2 separate regions of the Zea mays genome follow, and region 1 is linked to region 2. The links are chromatin contacts, called in public Hi-C maps. All regions are on one chromosome and are shown on one strand. The core of a region is the stretch at or near the end of the contact, and the rest is flanking DNA. Distances in the headings are between cores, read along the strand shown.

Evidence for each region. Hi-C and Micro-C count contacts between places; a contact is called where the count stands out from the background.
Region 1: a Hi-C map of tassel shows a contact between it and region 2, with 2.2 times the contacts expected there. The contact joins the promoter of LOC103637649 here to the promoter of LOC100194247 in region 2. A contact is called at or near these places in 2 of 25 Hi-C or Micro-C datasets (ear and tassel).

The regions. Positions count from the first base shown.
Region 1 is chr1:91,890,995-91,894,116 of Zm-B73-REFERENCE-NAM-5.0, forward strand. It overlaps LOC103637649 (metalloendoproteinase 1-MMP), which reads left to right and starts at 1,296. Exons shown (of 1, transcript XM_008660099.4): 1 at 1,296-3,122. The coding sequence starts at 1,950. The coding sequence ends at 3,050. It also overlaps a transcript of LOC100275326 not described here.
Region 2 is chr1:91,485,426-91,488,142 of Zm-B73-REFERENCE-NAM-5.0, forward strand. LOC100194247 reads left to right here and starts at 1,465. Exons shown (of 10, transcript NM_001139288.2): 1 at 1,465-1,698; 2 at 1,802-1,921; 3 at 2,004-2,129. The coding sequence starts at 1,552.

The DNA of each region.
Region 1 (3,122 bases), core at 46-2,545, 410 kb after region 2:
CCTATATCCACCTCCGAAAAATTTCGCATCCCTCATCGGCGACCTTCGCTCCCGCATATTTTCGCGTGAGCATTCCTCCCCAATCCGTCAGTGCTCCCACGTTTTTTTTCTCACGTGCGCAATTGTCGTGGTCGAGGCGGCAAGCGGCAACGGTGGCCTGGAGAGGAGGTGGTGGCGTTCGAGGATTCGACAAGCACGACGGTCGACCGGAGAGGAGGCGGTGGTGGCCGGTGTGATGCTTCCCGCAAGGGATACTGCTGTTCTCATCGTGACTGTACGTTACAGGATGTGGAGGATCCTACATGGCATTTAGCCGACGATGAAGCTCTGGATTCTGACAGAGGAGGAGCGTTCCAAGATACAAATTTTTTTGGGTCTAAAACCTCGAGTGAAGAAGTTGGATGTCAGATTCACTTTTGCTTCTTGTAGCATGTTAGATTGATTTGTAGGACTAATTATTAAATTAATAATGACGGTGACTGCAAATTTTCTTGCCAATCGTTGTCTTATAGCTAAATGGCAACATGGACATTACAGATAATCAGTTGCTGCATCATTCAATCATTGCACACTGGCTCTTCAAAATAATTTTAGAACACAGTCGCTTGAATAATGTGTGAGTCTATCTCTAATTTTGTCATTCTGCAAGTCTAAATTTGTGAGTCTATAAGACTGAAATGCATAAAAGATGATGTTGAAGAATTTTTATGTTTAGCTTACTGAACCTGATCCTGATGTTGTTTGTCAACTGATGTCTCAAATTAGTTGTAAGAATAATTGAACAAGAGCAGCTAACGTGATTCATTAGTATTTTTCAATTGTTTGCCAGATGAATAACGAAGCACTTTTAGGTACCAATCTTAGATAGGAAGGCACTTCATTGTTCACTCATTCTGTAGGTCTTTTACCGAAAGAAATAAATATGTATGTTGAATTTGTACTTATCTTGTACACATTATGTTTTTGACATACTAAATTTGGCATATTTCAAGGGAACTGTGTTGTTGTATTCATATACTATTTCTAGTGTGTGGTGTATTCGTATACTCCATTTATCCTAATGCATGAGCGTAGGTGTCCTACAACCAGGTTGTGGGAAAATACTAACAGGACTGATGCAAATATGGACTACTACATGCTCTGGGCTTTTTTAGCTGGTCCACTTTTCATTTTAGTTTTCTATTTGGGGAACTGCTGGAGTAAAATCTTAGCCTGCCGCTAATAAGTTTTTGTTTGCCGCTAATAATCAGTTTTGGGGGAAAAATTTTTAGTATCCTTTTGGAGATGCTCTAAGTAGCTCAATGCCTCAATCAGAGACCTTTCGCTTTCGACTTGGCTTTCGTGTGGCAACGTCATTCGACAAGCCCATCCACAATACATCCCATCCTTCACCATCACAGACCCAGAGCCAATCAATAAAAATCTGGGTCAGTTTAAAAATCCGACACCTTTCCTCACTAAAACATGCTTGATCGTACCCGAGTTTTGTTTTTTATCACTTGTCGATCCGAACGAGCGAAGCCCGAGAAACTGCACCTAAAACCATCAGCCGGTGTTCTGCTTCTTGGTGCCCAGTTTGTCTCCGGATTAGCCGTCAAACCCGTCTCTGAACTCTGCTGCCATGTACTACCTTCTAACGACGCATGAAGTCGCTGGTCTTCGCGGACGCCTTTGGCACGCCTGGTTGAACTGAATTGTGACCCGTCGTTTACGTGTCGAAGAACGCCTTTGGAGTCTGGCCAGGAGACGACGAGGTCAGCCGATGGCCAACCGGGGCGCCATCGTCTGACCCGCTTCCCCTATCCGCACCGCAGCCTTTTAGTTTCGTCTCGTGCGGCGAGCACAAAATTCTTTGCCGCCTCCGCGACAACTAGGCCGGCCTGCAACGGGAATAACCGCCCGCCCCGCGCATAGCCTAACGGGGCAGCTTGCTTGGCTCTGATGCTGCCATGTCGCGCGCGCCTCGTATCGTATCGGTGCTGTTCCTGTTGCTTGGCCCCCTCCCCGTCTCCTTGGTCCACGTGACCGCCGACGGGCCCGTGACGGCGACGGTTCACCGGCAGGACGGCACCGCGTGGCGCTCGTTCAAGCAGCTGCTGGACGCGCGGCGAGGCAGCCACGTTGAGGGCCTCGGCGAGCTCAAGCGCTACCTGGCGAGGTTCGGGTACATGCCTGGGGCGGGGGCGGAGCACGAGCCGACGACGGACGCGTTCGACGCGCACATGGAGGCCGCCGTACGGCGGTACCAGTCCATGCTTAGCCTGCCGGTCACGGGGCAGCTCGACTCCACCACGCTGGACCGGATCATGGCCCCGCGCTGCGGCGTCGGCGACGGCGGCCACGCTGTGCCGGTATCCCTCTCGGGGTCGGCGGCGGCGAGCCCGGACGGCGCCGTCAGCCGGTTCACGTTCTTCAAGGGTGAGCCGCGGTGGACGCAGCCGGACCCGCTCGTGCTCACGTACGCCATCTCGCCGACCGCCACCGTCGACTACCTGCCTGCCGGGACCGTGCGCGCGGTGTTCCGGCGCGCGTTCGCGCGGTGGGCGCGGGTCATCCCCGTGGGCTTCGTCGAGACCGAAGACTACGAGGCGGCCGACATCAGGGTGGGCTTCTACGTGGGCAGCCACGGTGATGGGATCCCCTTCGACGGACCGCTCGGCGTGCTCGGCCATGCCTTCTCCCCGAAGAACGGGCGCCTCCACCTCGACGCCGCAGAGAGGTGGGCGGTTGACATGGACACGGAAACGGTGCACTCGGCCGTCGACTTGGAGTCCGTGGCCACGCACGAGATTGGGCACGTCCTCGGGCTGGGGCACTCGTCGTCACCCAAGGCGGTCATGTACCCGAGCCTCAGCCCGCGGGAAAAGAAGGCGGAGCTCACCGTCGACGACATCGAAGGCGTCCAGTGGCTGTATGGGTCCAACCCGGGATTCAGCCTCAGCTCGCTTTACCAGCAGGACTCCTCCATGGCGTCGGGAGGGAGCAGTTGGCTTCCTGCCTCGGCTAGATTAGTTTGTGCAGTTCTGGTCATGCTAGTGACGCACTTGTAGATAGACATGTCTATAATACACAAAAAGGATAAGAACAGAAACAGAATGAAAAAACACAATGATCCTGCTACA
Region 2 (2,717 bases), core at 215-2,714:
CATCGAGTCATTATATGTGTTGATCTTGTTTGTCGCACATATAAGACGTACCTGGGGTTGGCCTTAAAACCGGGTGTGCCATAAATGAAGACTAAATAACACAATAAAAGTCTAATAAGTAGTTTATGATTCAGCTATGTGAAGCTATAGTAAATATTTACTAGTCATAGATTAATTATGCTTAATAAATTTATCTCATCGTTTAGTCTTACATGTGTAATTAGTTTTTATACTACTATATTTAATAGTGACATTTAAACTAAACTTTAGTCATGTAAAATCAAACACGGAAACACCCAAACATGACACGACGAGTCATCAGTAAATAGCAACGCAAATTTGGAACGTGTCTTGTTCAGAAATAGTTGCTCGTCGTACGGGCTCAGCTTTAACCCTTGCCATAATAAATCAGCTTCATGAAAGGCGCATGCAAACGCAAGGCTGTGTGGCCTACTGGGAGTAGCTCTTGTCCTGGCTTGTTCAATCGGTAGTCGGTACTCGACTACTCGGTAACAACAGCGGTTGATCGCATGGGTAGACAGGGAGAAAAATATGTGCGCGTATGCTCCACCAAAGTCAACATGTGACAGTCAGTCACCAGACAGGCAGGCACACGTAGGACGTGAGGCAGGCAAGTAGGCGAGGGAGAGGGTCTCATTAACTTCGACATTCATAACGTCACCTACCTCCTTCGTGATCCTCTGCCACTTCGCCAGTATATAGCCGCATGACGGCATTCCACGCCCACGGTCGTTGCATGTTGTGGTGGCAGCGTTTGGTGAAGAATCCACTAGGCAGCTGCAGCTCCAAACGGTCAAGAGGAATGCATCAGAAAGAGTTTGATGATTGACGAGAGGAGAGGGCTACATCATGTCCATGACAGGCATAAGCTATGGAGTCCATCCCTATTGATTATTTCTGGTTTGGAGGGCCAAAACGACAAATATACATGCAAAATTCGACTCTCTTGATGCTGGTCAAGGATGTTAGGCACAGTGGGCAGTGGCACTCGCACTAAAAACAGTAGTAGCAGCAAGCAGCGGCAACCCCCTTCGTCCCTAGTCAACCGTACCAGTAGAACGTCGCCCAGTTTTGAGAGGTACCAGACCTGAGTGCGGGGGCAGCGCAGTCATTAACGCGGCTCACCCACCAACCTCAACTCTTCTCCTTGGGATCATCCTTCTCGTCCGAACCCCCACCCCCACCCACCGCCTCCCGGCAGCGTAGTTACTCCCCTCCCTCGCCATCAATCCTCCTCCCCCTGTTCGCTGTGCAGTGCTCAGTGCATGCCACTCCCGTTTCTCCCTCCACCACCATTCACCACCACCAGTGCCACTGCCACTGCCACACACCCACACCGAATTACGCGGCGGCCCTGCGCGCAGGATGCTCTTTGCCTGCCTGCCTGCCTGCTACTGCTCATCTCTGCCCATATAGCGCGCGGCTAGCAGCTTCCGGATGGACGCGTGCGATGTAGCAGTGGCCAGCTACTCGGCAGCAGCGCTCGCTCTCTAGACGCTTGGGCTTGGCACGCCGTCGCCGAGATCATCCATGGCCGGCGCAGGCCAGGAAGAAGAAAAGGTGGAGCACGAGGGAGAAGAAATGGTGGCCGGCCGGCAGCAAGGATCGTCGCGCGGCGCCGTGGAGCAATGCGGCGGCCAAGCACAGCCTGCCGTCACCGCTCCATGCTCGTCCAAGGTTCGTACGTCGTCGTCGCTGTCACTGCACTGCACGCATCACGGGAGGGCGTGGGTTTCTTAGTGCTGACAGGGCTAGCTTTCCTCGTTGAATTCACTGCCAGAACCCGCCGGACGCGAGGAAGCCTTACGCGACTCCGGAGGGGTGCTCCGTCCACCCGGGGCCGCCGCGGGATCAACGGCCCAACGCGTCGCCGAACCACCGCGTGTCCCTGGAGAACGACGTGAGGACATCAAGAACACCCCCTCGCCGTCTCTGATCTGGGTCTGCTCGTCTAGTAACTAGCTGTTTATGAGTTCTGGCAGGTTAGGCAGCTGCAGCTGCATTTGCGTCAGGAGAGGTCTGTCCGGGTCATGCTCGATCGGGCCATTGGCCGGGCGTCCAGCGCGCTGTCTCCTGGCCATAGGCATTTCCGGGATTTCCCGGCGCAGGTATGGCCGGCTGACTCATCGGCCGTTTGCCACCTCCTCAGTTTTTGTTTTCTCCTTCGTGGGAGTTGCTTTGCCGCTAACTCGCGCATCTCACGTGACACTCAGGTTAGCTGTAGATTGCTCATTTGCATATACAGTGCTCTCGAGTTTGTCTGGATTGGGCATGCATGGAAATTCAGCTGTCTAATAAAATGACAGCTGTGAAACCACCGGCATCGAAATCCAGGCATATATTTTTATTTTTTCTATTTTTGTTTCCATTATTGACAGCTAGTTTGTCAAGCTTGATGCCAGCTCAAATACACAGTTGCCCAAGACAGGGGATTATGCAAGGGACATCCCTCCTACTCCATACACTTCCTCCGTTTCAAATTAGAACATGAATGGTTTTTTTTTTTGCGAGAGTCAAGATATTTTAGATTTAATCAAAGCCATCAAAATAAATCACAAAGATTTATAATATCATCATCATTATTTTATTATATAAGTTTGGTCAAATTCGAGATGTATATCACACACTCCATTTCCCCAACCAAGTTAGCTAGGATGACATAGTTTGGAATGGAAAGAGTACCGTTACTCAGTGGC